3 separate regions of the Zea mays genome follow, and regions 2 and 3 are each linked to region 1. The links are chromatin contacts, called in public Hi-C maps. All regions are on one chromosome and are shown on one strand. Each heading gives the region's core, a stretch centred on a gene start, on an enhancer-like site or on the middle of the called end of the contact. The rest is flanking DNA. Distances are from core to core; before and after follow the strand shown.

The links. A called contact is a pair of places that touch in the nucleus more often than the background predicts.
Region 2: a contact with region 1 is called in a Hi-C map of ear, with 2.5 times the contacts expected there. The contact joins the promoter of LOC100274207 here to the promoter of LOC100282557 in region 1. A contact is called at or near these places in 2 of 25 Hi-C or Micro-C datasets (ear and leaf).
Region 3: a Hi-C map of endosperm shows a contact between it and region 1, with 1.8 times the contacts expected there. The contact joins the promoter of LOC100280513 here to the promoter of LOC100282557 in region 1. A contact is called at or near these places in 11 of 25 Hi-C or Micro-C datasets (bundle sheath, ear, endosperm and 4 more) and 1 of 3 datasets of contacts at active chromatin or transcription factors (leaf).

The regions. Positions count from the first base shown.
Region 1 is chr6:117,467,160-117,471,352 of Zm-B73-REFERENCE-NAM-5.0, reverse strand. LOC100282557 (GAMYB-binding protein) reads right to left here and starts at 1,924. Exons shown (of 6, transcript NM_001155465.1): 1 at 1,491-1,924; 2 at 349-474. The coding sequence starts at 1,701.
Region 2 is chr6:117,765,112-117,769,304 of Zm-B73-REFERENCE-NAM-5.0, reverse strand. It overlaps LOC100274207, which reads right to left and starts at 2,059. Exons shown (of 6, transcript NM_001360561.1): 1 at 1,991-2,059; 2 at 1,731-1,853; 3 at 1,473-1,600; 4 at 1,292-1,393; 5 at 1-1,150. The coding sequence starts at 985.
Region 3 is chr6:117,202,015-117,206,207 of Zm-B73-REFERENCE-NAM-5.0, reverse strand. It overlaps LOC100280513, which reads left to right and starts at 2,091. Exons shown (of 12, transcript NM_001370738.1): 1 at 2,091-2,135; 2 at 2,719-2,774. LOC103629899 (a long non-coding RNA gene) reads right to left here and starts at 924. Exons shown (of 3, transcript XR_554702.2): 1 at 836-924; 2 at 641-688; 3 at 507-553.

The sequences.
Region 1 (4,193 bases), core at 675-3,174:
CGACTTTGCTCAGCCATCTTCCTGCTAATGGTTGTCCCAAATGATCTAAGGATCATAACAGTTCCCATCGCCTACATGAAAAAATAATTAATGTGTTCTCTACCACAAGTTAGCTTGGGCCAACTTCAATACATCTGAACAAGTTCACCAATACATTGTGCCACAAGACAATAGTAAACTTGACAAGAAAACACCATCGGCACTAATAATAATTAGCAGACCCTGAATTTGCAACACATGGTAAAAAGGTAAGGAGTTTACTGAGTGTATGAAGGCTGCCTTTCCTGAACCCAAAAAAACTTAAAATATTTGAATGACATAATTGAAAAAAAAATAAATTGCACTAACCATCTGCCTCAATATCAGGCGGAGATTCTTCTATCATAGCTACAGGCTCATTGCCTTCCTCGTAGGCATCACATTCTTCAGCTTCAACTTTGCAGTTTGCTGGATCTGGCATGTATTTTCTAGATTCTGGGTCCATAAAACAGTAGTTCAAAAGTTATACGCATGATAAATTTGATAGTTGAAGATCATGCAGAACTATGAAAGACATAAGATGGGAATAAACTGGAAATTACAGCAATCAGTGAAAGAAAATGAGATAGTAAATTGCCAAGGCATGATGGTCAGCACAAAAAAATATCACTAATATAGATCAGCATCCTTATCAGTTGCCTGATATTTGGCTATGGCTTCAATCACATTTTTTGGGTGTTGGATCGATCCAACAGCCAAGATATGCACCCCCTTGACACTCTCCCTTCTTTATCTTCTTCCTCGCTCCTTTCCTCTTCCTCATTTACAACCGATGCAGCAATAGCCAAAGAGATTACATCCCAAACTTGCAAGCTTTGTTCGGTCGCACAGGCTGGTCTTGAGTGTGTTGTTCATATGTTCATGATTATGTAAATCATATTACAGGCATTGATCAAGGTAGGGCATACAAATAATTAGTTTGCACAAACCAAATGCAGAGATGAATGACATCGTGCCAATACAGCAGAACATATCACCCACAGCCAAGTGTCAATTGCAATAATTATCCCCACTAATTTCCACCACTTGGTCATTTCATTGGTAACAGATTGCTTAGTAAATGATAATCTGAATTGCCACTACGCCAACTCAAAGGATTGAAAAAGAGAACCACAATCCCACATTTCACAGCCTCGATTAAAACAAAAAGTGCCTTCACAACACTTGGGGCTAGTTTGGGAGTCAGGGAATTGGAGGGGAACGAGGGGGGCTAAAATACCCTTCCTATTTTGAATAGAAAGGGGGGATTTTAGCACTTGAGGCCGAAGGCTTTAGTAAAGCCCGAGCACATGGTAAGGTCAAATCAAATCACCTCAAAAGTTCCAGAGAACGCATGGAATAATTCAATTCAAACAACCAACCACTGTCTTTCCCCAGTTTGGAATCCACAGCCAATTCGCAAATTCTAGGGAATATGAAAAAAAAAAAGATAATCAGAAATCCTCTCTCACCTTTGTCGCGTCGGAGCTCCTCCCGTCGTCGCTTGCGGTGGCACGCCCAGTCGGCAAGAGATGAGCACCCCTCGCCGGTGGCGCCCTTGGCCCCGAGGGCGTCATCCCCAGCGACGATCTCGATCCGCAACACCCGGTCAGAGAAGTTGACCGAGTTGAAGGCGAACTCAAAGCTCGGGCCCCCACTCGCCGGCGAGAAGTCCGGGTCCATCCCCGCCTCCTCGAACCAATCAGCTACGCGCGTCCCCACGCCTCACGTCACCTCTGAAGTCTGAAGTACAGCCGCCTAAGGGGCCATTGACAGGATAGACGGAGGCCCCAGCTAAACCTAGCAAGGCTTCGAAAAGGAAACCGCGATACGGGAGCGAGAGCGAGCGAGGTGTGACCGTGTCCGTGTGGAGTTTGCCTGAGGCGGAGACGAACAAGAACACGAGAAGCGGAGACGTGGAGGGGTAGCGTCGTGATATAGAGAAATCTGGGGGTGTTTAAACGGGAAGAAAAAGGACAGCTGAACAAGACAGAGTAAATTCGTACCCTCCGGTGGGGACAGGTAGATAAATACACTTCACGCACTTCACGAAGTAGAAATTCGTACCCTCGAAGTAGAAATTCGTACCCTCCGTGGTGTTTGGTTCCAACCTCTAAGTTTTAGTGAGTCATTTTTTGTTTTGAAAATACTAAACGGGAAGACTAAAATAGATCTTTTAAATAGGATTTCTATAGACTAAAGTTTAGTCTTAAATTTTAGGAGTGTAATTAAAGAAATCATTAGTACAAATATGGTTTAAAACATGTCAGACTTGATTTTAATGTATTTTTAGATATTTTTGTCCTGCTATGCGTATGTGCACATACAAAAGATAAAAAGACGCATAAGGACAAAAATATTTAAAATGACACTGAATTAAGTTAATTTGACGTGTTTTGAGTTCTATTTTTGTGAATCTAATGTTTGAAATAACAAAAGTATGTTAAGGTTCTCTTTGAAATCTCTAGTGCTGATAGTTAGCTGCTAAAATTAGTTGTGAAGATGCGAAACACCCGAGCTGAGACCTCAACTTATTGGTAACTAACTATCCACAAACGATTAGGTTATTAGTTGGTTTAATCTAGTAAACAATTTGTTAGCAGGCTAAGCTTTAGAGGTTTCAAACAGAGTCTAACTAAAAAAACCTTTGATTATTACGGTAAGAAAGGTACATATACATCTTTTATTTGGGTTACAGTTACTATTCAGATTTTAGATCGAAGAAATATATTTAGATTGAGATTTCTAGCTATCTATATTACCTCATGACAGAGACTCGTTATTTTAGTAAGATATTTAAGAAAAGATGGGCAAAAAATATGATAAAATATTGGTACTTCAATATTATATTTATTTATTTATTATTTGGCATAGAAGGATAGTTCCAACAATAGATGGTTCCTCTAGAATTCAATGAGTTGTTATATAGACCAAAAATGTGATATGTCACAAGACTTAATGAAGAAGAAAAATAGGAAATCATTTTCAAACTGAAAATAGAAGCAAATATAAGTTGTTTGAGATGTTAGAGTGACCACCAATCTTAATGGAGATGTAGGAAAATATTTCAGATGCTTCGAGGGCCTGAGGCAATGTGACCTTTTTATCTCCCCTTATATTCAACTTGGTGGTTGATGCCATGGTTTGTCTACCATTTTAGAGAGCTTTTGGGAAGGGGGTATATCAATGGAGTAACTTATCATCTCGCTGGGGCGAGCCTAAATAACTTGGAATACATTGATGATACAGCTTTGTTCATCTAAAACTTAGGAAGAGATATTGCAAATCTTAATGGTGTGTTTGGTTTATGGAGTCACTGTATGCTTCATGAGGTGACGCATCATAAGTTCATTCCATCAATTTTGGTGGAATCAACCCACTCCTCATGTATATACTAATTATTAGCTTATGAGGAATGGGGTAGTGATGGATCAACCCATTCTATTCCATAAACCAAATAAAAAAGTGAGGAGTGAGAAGAAGATGGATCACTTCATTCCTCAAACCAAACACTTTGTAAATTTCTTCAGTTCTGCTTTGAAGAGGTTTTGGGTATACAGATTAACTACCCATAGGTGCATACAATTAGGATTGATGAGGTGGAAACTTAGAGAATTGTGGATGGTTTTAATTGCAAGGCGAAGAACTTTGCCATGAAATATCTAGGACATCAATTAGGTACAAGAGGATGGCCAAGTAAGAGCTCGGTGAATAAAACAGGCAAATTAGAGTAAAGGTTAGAGACTTGAAAGTGTTGTCAATTATCTTATGGAGGAAGATCAATGTTGATCATTTCAAGTTTGACCAATACCCTATGTATACAATGGGCTATTGGATTCATGAAGGGATTCAGAAGAGATTAGATCAAATTAGAGGGAGATTTTTCTTGTGAAGGTGTGGGAAATAAAAAGAATTATCTCATGATCAAATTAGCGGGTGGGGCTTCAAAAGAGTTTATCGGTCTAGGTTTCGTTGATACTATAGTCATAAACACAATGCTTTAGCTAAGTGGATTTATGAAGATCCCTCTGCACCTATCTGCAACACTAGGCGATGGATCTCGAACTAATGCTGATATTAGTCCTAGTTCAAAACAACTAGGGTAAAACCAAAAAACGAAGATCCTTCCTCTACTTGTGATAGATGGTAAGTTGGTAACTACCTTTGCTTCATAA
Region 2 (4,193 bases), core at 810-3,309, 300 kb before region 1:
CTTCCCCTACAATTGTTCCCCTCTTCATCCCCTCGCCGTCTGTGGACACAGGAACGCCCCTTGGGTTGTTTTTGGCCATGGGTTCCTCATCAATAGGCTTAAACACAGCAACATTCTTCTGGCCTGTTGCATCTCGCATGAAATAAACACCTCCTGAACCTTCAGCTGACATCACAGGCAGGTGCCCTTTCTCCAGTCCAGCTATGGTTGAATTTATCATCTTCATCACTTCACATGACAGCTTTGCTTTTCGGTTAACTATTGGTTCAACAGGGGCAGGCCTAACCCCAACTGAGTTTGCGGAGTTCACTGAGCCAGCTTCATTTTGCAGGTTGCCTTTCCCCTGTGGATTGACAACTGTAACCAAAGTATCTCCATCAACTTGTTGTGTCCATACCTTTGCTGGTTTGCGGATGAATAAATGAATCACAGCATCATCCCTCCTGCTAATATCAGCTATCAGCTGGTTGTCCTCAAGCTCCTCACCATCATATTCAAGCTTGTGATCCTCAAGATTACCAATATCCTCATCACCCTCTGCTTCAAGCTTATTCTTGAGAAACTTAACATTGCGGCTCTGGTCCACCTGAAACTGAAACTTCCTTCCAGTTGCAGTCTCAATGTTAATCACACGTAGATCTGATAGTCGAATAACAAGATGCAGAACATTTCCCTCGGCCAGCCCATAATCCTTGACTGGGGAGTTGTTTCTTGCCAGCTCATGCCCATCCAGCACAAGCCTCTGCTTCGTCGCCACAAAGCCCTTGAACTGCTGGATGCGCAGCTTGACAGATGCAATAGACTCAGATCCCAGCACGCTCATGGGCATGGGTGGCATACCCGGCACAGCAAGGAAAATAAGAATGGAATCCTGCAGTTGTGACCCAGATGAGCAGTGCTGTGACCGGCTGCCATTGAAGCAGATGGGCAGGAAGGCAGGGTCTTCTGGAACTGGCCCCAAGACAATCACACCTGCCGACGACATATTCACAGGGTGACAGCTACTAAGGAAACCCGAGATTCGTCACCAGCTGCTATCACTATTATTTACACTAAATCTACAAAGTAAGATTCTGGAAACTACAATTCGTGCGCCATGGAGACAGAAATCCAAGAGTTCCTCCCTTCCAAATCCAGGACGGAGGAAAACCTAAGAGGCACAGAACAGCAACCGAGATTACAATCCCATCTTGTGTTCAAATAAAAATCAAATCTGCACAAAACTTGGAAAACCTTCAGTTAACTGGGTACAAAATAAACAGATGATAGGTGAAACGGGTGAGGTGCGTACCGGGATTGATGGGATTGGGGGGAAAGTGTCACAGAACAGTCATTTCGACCTGCTGATGGTCCATTCCCAATCGCGTAACGGATGCTGCGAGCCTGCGACGGTCTGATCATTTGGAGCGATGGGTCAGGAATTTACTCAAATCCCCAGTAAATTGTAACCAAAAGTCAGTGAAATTGCTCACCGAAGGCAACAAAGCATCCGCTGCCCCCTTTTCCTCGATTGGGGGGAGCGCACCAAAGGGCCGGTTCCTTCAACCCTCAGCCCGGATGGGGCTGTAGCCCCACGGATTCCTTCCCTCCCGGCACAAACCTGCAGCATCACATCTCAGATCAGATCACCCCAATCGATTCAAACCCCAAACCCCGGAGCAAAATCCAAGAGAAGTTACAGCGAAACGCGCAGGATAAACTCGTGCGCTCAACCGAGGACGAGAAGCAACTCACCACGCCCGAATTAGAGAAATAATAACCCGATTGGGGGAGCACACCAAAGGGCCGGATCCTTCAACCCTCAGCCCGGATGGGGCTGCAGCCCCACAGATCCCTTCCCTCCCAGCACAGACCTGCAACATCACATCTCGGATCAGATCACCCCGACCGATTCAAACCCCAACGCCCGGCAAAACTAAATTCAACAGAAGTTACAGCGAAAATCGCATGATGAACTCGCGCGCTCAGCCGAGGACGAGAAGCGACTCACCACGCCTGAATTAGAGAAATAATAATATGTAGGCTTTCAAATCCCAAAGTCCCCAACGCCCGCTTCTTCTTGGTCCGCGGTTCACGCAGGGAAGAGAACGAGAACAAGAGAAGTTATGGTTGGTTTGTGTAGTGCACAGCAAGGAAGAAGAGAGAAATGGCAAGAAAAGAGAGGACAAGGATGCAGCGGCTGGTGGTCTTTATTCCTAGGTTGCGTTCTCATTTGACCGATGGCCGTGACGGTGACTTGCCGAGCGCGTCGCAGCTTGCCGGATTAAAGCCAGTTTTTTTACTGTCTGTAAAAACAGTAGAAATATGTATAATTTAAAGTCAAGCAAACAGGTATAAATTAAGTTTGTGTGTCGACTTGCCAAGTACGATTAGGGGTGAAAATGGAACCAATAATACGAATTCGAATGTCACGGTTTACCATATTTTAGTTTAAATTCGGATACAAATTCGAATATCTTCGATTACGAATACAAAATAGATAGTTGAATCTGAATTCTTATTCGGATATTTACTCAATTCAACTCAAACATCATACCCTAAAATTTAACATATGCATATATGGATTTTTATTTAAGTACAAGTTTAAAGATAGTAAATAGAAAGTCAAAACAAACTTAAATTAAAATAGATTTCTCGTGAACCACCGTATCCAAGTCAACAAAACTATATAAATAATATTTTAAACTATCGAAGCATGTAACAAAAGAACATGTGTTATTTAACAAGTGACATTTGTACAGATACAAGTAAATTACAATCGATATAAAATAGTAAATGTACCAAGCAAAACAAATTTGTTGTTCTAAAATGAATGAATATCATATATATAAATGTGTGTACCAAAACTTAAATGAAAACATGAAGAAAATTATCTATATATTGTAAAGTGGAGAGTTATAGTATGATGTTTGAGTTTAATTGATAACATGAAGAAATTTATCTATAAATGTGTGTACCAAAACTTAAATGAAGAAATTTATCTATATATTGTAATGTGTGTACCAAGAATGTTTATCGAACTTCGTTGAGATGTGTTCGCTCTATAGATAAAGTGGAGAGTTATAATTTAATGTTTATGAAAACTTTTGAGTTTTATTATTAAATATCACTAGAAATATAAGGTTGATAATTTATTTATTTATCATATAAATATTTTAAATGATATATATCATTTTTCTAGTATATTACTAAACTTAAAATCATTTTTAATTAGTGATTAATGATAAAGTTAAGTTTGAAATGGTTTCATGAAACACATTTTTCACGAATAGGATAGTATCGGATGTTTCATGGTTTTTTCGAATACGAATATGGAATCAGATAGAGAAAAGTACTATAAATCGAATTCGAATACATCCATTTGACATCCATATTGAAATCGAATACGAATACAGATATCCATACTAGTAGTTTTAGTGAATACGAATACGGATAACTCGGATCTCCAGACATCCATTTCCAGCCCTAATTACGATACCACGCTCTTGCGCTCCAACAATACAACTCTTGTATGCGAGCATGCTTGGAGCAACTTCAATAATTATTAAAAGATTTCCTAAATCATTAATTTAGATAGTTAACATAATAACTACTCTCTTATAGTTCTCTAAATTAACTTCCTAAATTTAGCAACTTTTCATCTAACCTAATTTTCTCTCTACATCTACCAATCATTTAGTAACTCCCTAATACCCCGTTTAGATGTAGATATTGAAACACATCATTGGGAATTGAATCAATTTTCCAGAATTCTATTGTTTGGTTTCGAATCAGAGACTCAATTCCATGGAATTGAAGTGTAACTAGAAACTCCCTCTCCCAATACAAAGTGTCACTCCTCTATATTGCGTGGAATTGGATCACATAATTATAAACTTCAATTCAATGACATTCAAACAATAGATTTGGAATTACATCTCATTTCAATAACATGGCTGCTTTGGTATTGAACCTAATTCAATTACATGCCCTCCAATATCGACATCCAAACGGAGCATAAACAAAACTGTTGACTGCATTATATAGCCAATGAAGGTGATTATTGACATTTGTGACTTATTTTTTATGTAGATAGATACAAAACAAAACTACAACCTATATTTAGAGAACTATTGGAGAACTCACGTTTTTTTACTCTCAAAGTTATTTAGCAACTACTTAATTCTGTGAGTTAGAGAGCTAGAATTTACATA
Region 3 (4,193 bases), core at 842-3,341, 270 kb after region 1:
TGTTGTTGCCACCAACTCAGGTTGCCTTACAGACTATGCACTTCGATGTAGCGTGCAAGGTCGCCAACGCCACTCTCAAAAGGTGGGTCCTCAGCTACCAGACAGGTTGCGAGGAAGATATTAGGAGGCTCAGCTGATAAAACTGGTGATGGCCATGACTTGGCTTCTGGCATTGCTGATTCTAGGTACAGCCTCTGCCTCTCTGTGCCTTCTTGCTTCCATTCCTGTTGTTGCTTCCATTCCTGTCGTATGCTGGGCCAACAGTAACTCGTATGCTTCCATTCCTGTCGTTCCAGACTCAAGTAAAAACAATCCAGAAACCCTGCAACATAGTGGACATGTATCATCTGATGTTTTCTAGGCCAAACGCCATATTTGTAGGAAAGTTGGGTTGGTAATGGAACTGCCCATTACTTTTAGTTATGCTGCATGACAAAACAATCTCAATTTAAAACTGCCAAACCTTAAACCTACCACGAGTTTAGTCATTGGAAAACTATAACAAGGGTGATAATAGCATAAAACATACCTGTGCAAAGAGCTCGGAAGTTCTCTATAGGAAAACAAGTTGTAGGGGCATTAGTTTTCTCTTATCTCATGAGAAGATAGTTTTGAATAGTTAACAATAAGTTCATAATACCTGCTGTCTTAGGAACAGTCTTCCCAAAAAGCCCCATGACAATCCGACCTATGAAAGCTGCTGAAGATTTTCTAAGCACTGGTGAGAGAGACCAAATAGCTAGACATCTAAAGTGGCCCTATTGCTCCATCGTACGCCGTAGCGTGCTGATCTGACTATCTGACATTGAGAAAGCGAGAGGGTGGCGCAACAAACCTGCGGGCTTGCTGTCAATCTCGACATCGAAGTAGACCTTGTGGGTAACCTCCGTTAGGTCCTTCTTAGCCTAACAAATCAGCAGCCAGACACAACGGTTAGTTGCTTGGATCCCGATCCAACAATCCAATCAAACAGAAACTAGCGCGAGCGTCTGAAACAGTCACATCTGCTCCTTGATTGACCAATGTAAGAACTTAAGCCACAAAATATTACCCCAACTTCTTACTCATTTAGCAAAAAAAGTATTTTTATCTGGAACTTGTTGCCTTTGCTGAATATAGCTCTGGGCAGAGCCAAAAGTACTTAGCCAGTGAACAGTTTCCTCTATAGGCAGTTACATAATCATATATTTCTTGCCTAAGTAAACTGTCTAAGGCTATTGGTTTGCGATCAAGACCCTGTTTGTGTAGCCTTGAGGTTGTATACATGTGCTTAATATCTTTCTTTGGTATAACATTAACTTCAGAGACCCCGCGCATAATATTTATGGAACTTTATACTCACATTCTTATATTTGTTTGCAGCCTTAACAAACCTGCAGTCTGAACACGTCACAGATGATGTCTTGCCTTTTGTGGATGTACATCTTGGTCATCTCTGTTTATCGCTTTTGTGGATGGATTGTTCAGCTGGCTTTAGTAGATGGAATGGGTCTGCACTTGTAGCTGCGTAATGTTTGTGCCTAGCTGTCTGGATTGTGCCAGCCAAGAGTTGGCTCTAGGTACCTTGTAAATAGCTCTGGTTTAGTTGCATGTCCCCCACTGTATCGACTAGCCGTAAACTTGGACCATGTAATCTTATTATGTACCAATTTCCAGCTAAAACAAGCCTCAACGTCATACTATGGTGCACGTTTAAGTGCGGTGCTACAACTTTAATGTGAATTATTTTCGAGATAATCGTGTTCTATGTTCTGTTGAGTATCTGTTTTCTCTCTCTGAACTAAACAATTTAGTTTGAGATTTAGTCATCCTCTATTTAATTTGATTATAGCGTGTATAACTGTGTATTCATATTTTCCCTATGCTAGATAGGGCGCCCGAAGGGGCGCCGGCTGATCTAGTATTTTATATGCCGCCTGCGCTGCTGCGCCGCTGGCTGCCCGGCTGCCCCCTCACCTCGCGTGCTCGATTCCCATCTCCCCCCTCCCTGCGCACAGCCGCACACCAGTACCACCAACACCATTCAACAGACGCCGCCGCCGCCGCCGCCGCCCCTCATCCCTGTCCCGTCCCGTCCCGCGCGCGGCCGCCGCATCCGTCCGGGCCTCCTCGTCTCCCCAGCCCCGCTGCCGCCGGTGAGCTACGCCTCCTCCTCGCTTTCTCCTCCCTTTCCTTCCTTCCTGTGCTGTTTGGCGCCTCCTCCTCTCTTTATCTTTGGATTCGGCGCTGAAAATTCGATGGAGGGAAACGCCTTGGCTCTCGGGATGCCCGCGGATGCTACTTGTGCGTGCATGCGTTGCAACTCTGGCACCGATTCCGTTCCTTCCTTGCGGCGGCGGCGGAAAAACAGGAGCTTCTCCATCCTTCCCTTCGTTCGTGCTCTTCTTCTTGTTATTCCGTTTATCGGTCTGGCGCAGAAAGAAACAAGAGATGCGATCTAGTCTGCTACCGGAGTCCCCGTACGTACCCAGTGCTCCGCGGCTTCGGCAGGGGTGCTGCTGGCTGCAGACGCTGATCTGTATCCACCGGCCACCGCCGTTCGTGTTTCTCCATGTAAACGGTGGAGGATTTTGTGTCTGTTGGCTGCTGCTTCCAATGCGCTCCACGAGAGACGAGACCCTCTCTGCCAGTTCCCTTGTGTTTCAAAACAGAGCTCGAGTTCAAATTGCTTATTTAGTTTCCTTTTTCTCTTCTTACTTATTGACAACTTGTTCACAGGGTTCATCAGCAGAAGCTGCTTGCTCCGCCGCCGCCGCCCTCTTCCTCCTCTACTGGTACGCTCGCTCACTTGCATCGGTTTCTTCTCTTCCCACGCTTCTATTCAGAGCATAACAGTTGCTAATCCCCTTGTTGCGCTAGCTTAATCTTAGATTTTGCTTCGGGGTTCGGCTCAATTTCGTCGGATGGATATCGATTGGGGTCGTCAGGAGGGCGTTCGCGAGCGGCATGCGCCCCGACAGCTTAATTTTGCTTAATCTTAGATTTTGCTTCGGGGTTCGGCTAAATTTCAGGCGTGCCCATGAAGCCATTGGGGTCGTCAGGAGGGCGTTCGTGAGCGGCATGCGCCCCGACAGCTTCAAGGCGGTGCAGGTGCTCACAGCGTGCGCCCGCGTCGCGGATCTAGAGACCGGGGAGGCCGTGTGGAGGGCGGCACAACAGGAGGAGGGGGTCACGGAGAGCGTGTTCGTGGCGACCACGGCGTTGGACCTGTACGTCAAGTGCGGGGAGATGGAGAAGGCTAGGGCAGTGTTTGACGAGATGAAGAACAAGGATGCGGTGGCCTGGAGCGCGATAGTCAGAGGGTACGCCTCCAACGAACATCCTCGGGAGGCTCTAGACCTTTTCTTCGCGATGGAGGTGGAGGGAGCGAAGCCGGATTGTTACACGGCGGTCGGGGCGCTCTCAGCGTGCACGAGGTTAGGTGCATTGGATTTGGGATGACAGGCGGTTGAAATAGTGCACTAGGATGAGGTCCTTGACAACCCAGTCCTGGGCACTGCACTGATCAATATGTATGCTAAGTGTTGGAGCACAAGAGAGGCATGGATGGTGTTCCAGCAGATGTTGGAGAGGGACATCATTGTTTGGAATGCGATGATCATGGGGCTTGGCATGATTGGCCACGAGAAGATTGCATTTGTGCTTGTTGGCCAGATGAAGAACTCGGGTGTGAAGCTGAATGATAATACCTTCATTGGATTGCTCTGCAGCTGCACACATACTAGCCTTGTGAATGATGGGCGGCGGTATTTTCATAACATGACTCATGTATACAGTATAAGCCCTAGGATTGAGCATTATGGTTGTATGGTTGACCTGTTGAGTCGTGCGGGATTGCTGGAGGAGGCTCATCAGCTGATTGGTGACATGCCAATGCTGGCAAATGCCGTTGTATGGGGAGCACGCCTCGGTGGTTGCAAGATCCATCGGAATGCTGACCTTGCTGAATATGTGCTGAAGCAGCTCACCCGACTGGAGCCATGGAATTCTGGGAACTATGTCATGCTTTCTAACATTTACTCGAACAGTGGAAGATGGGAAGATGCTGCAAAGCTTAGGTTGGAAATGAAGGCAAAGGGGATTGAGAAGGTCGCTGCCTCTAGCTGGGTTGAGCTTGATGATAAGGTCCACAAGTTCTATGTTGGGGACGATTCACATCCTCTTTCAGATAAGATCTATGCAAAGCTTGATGA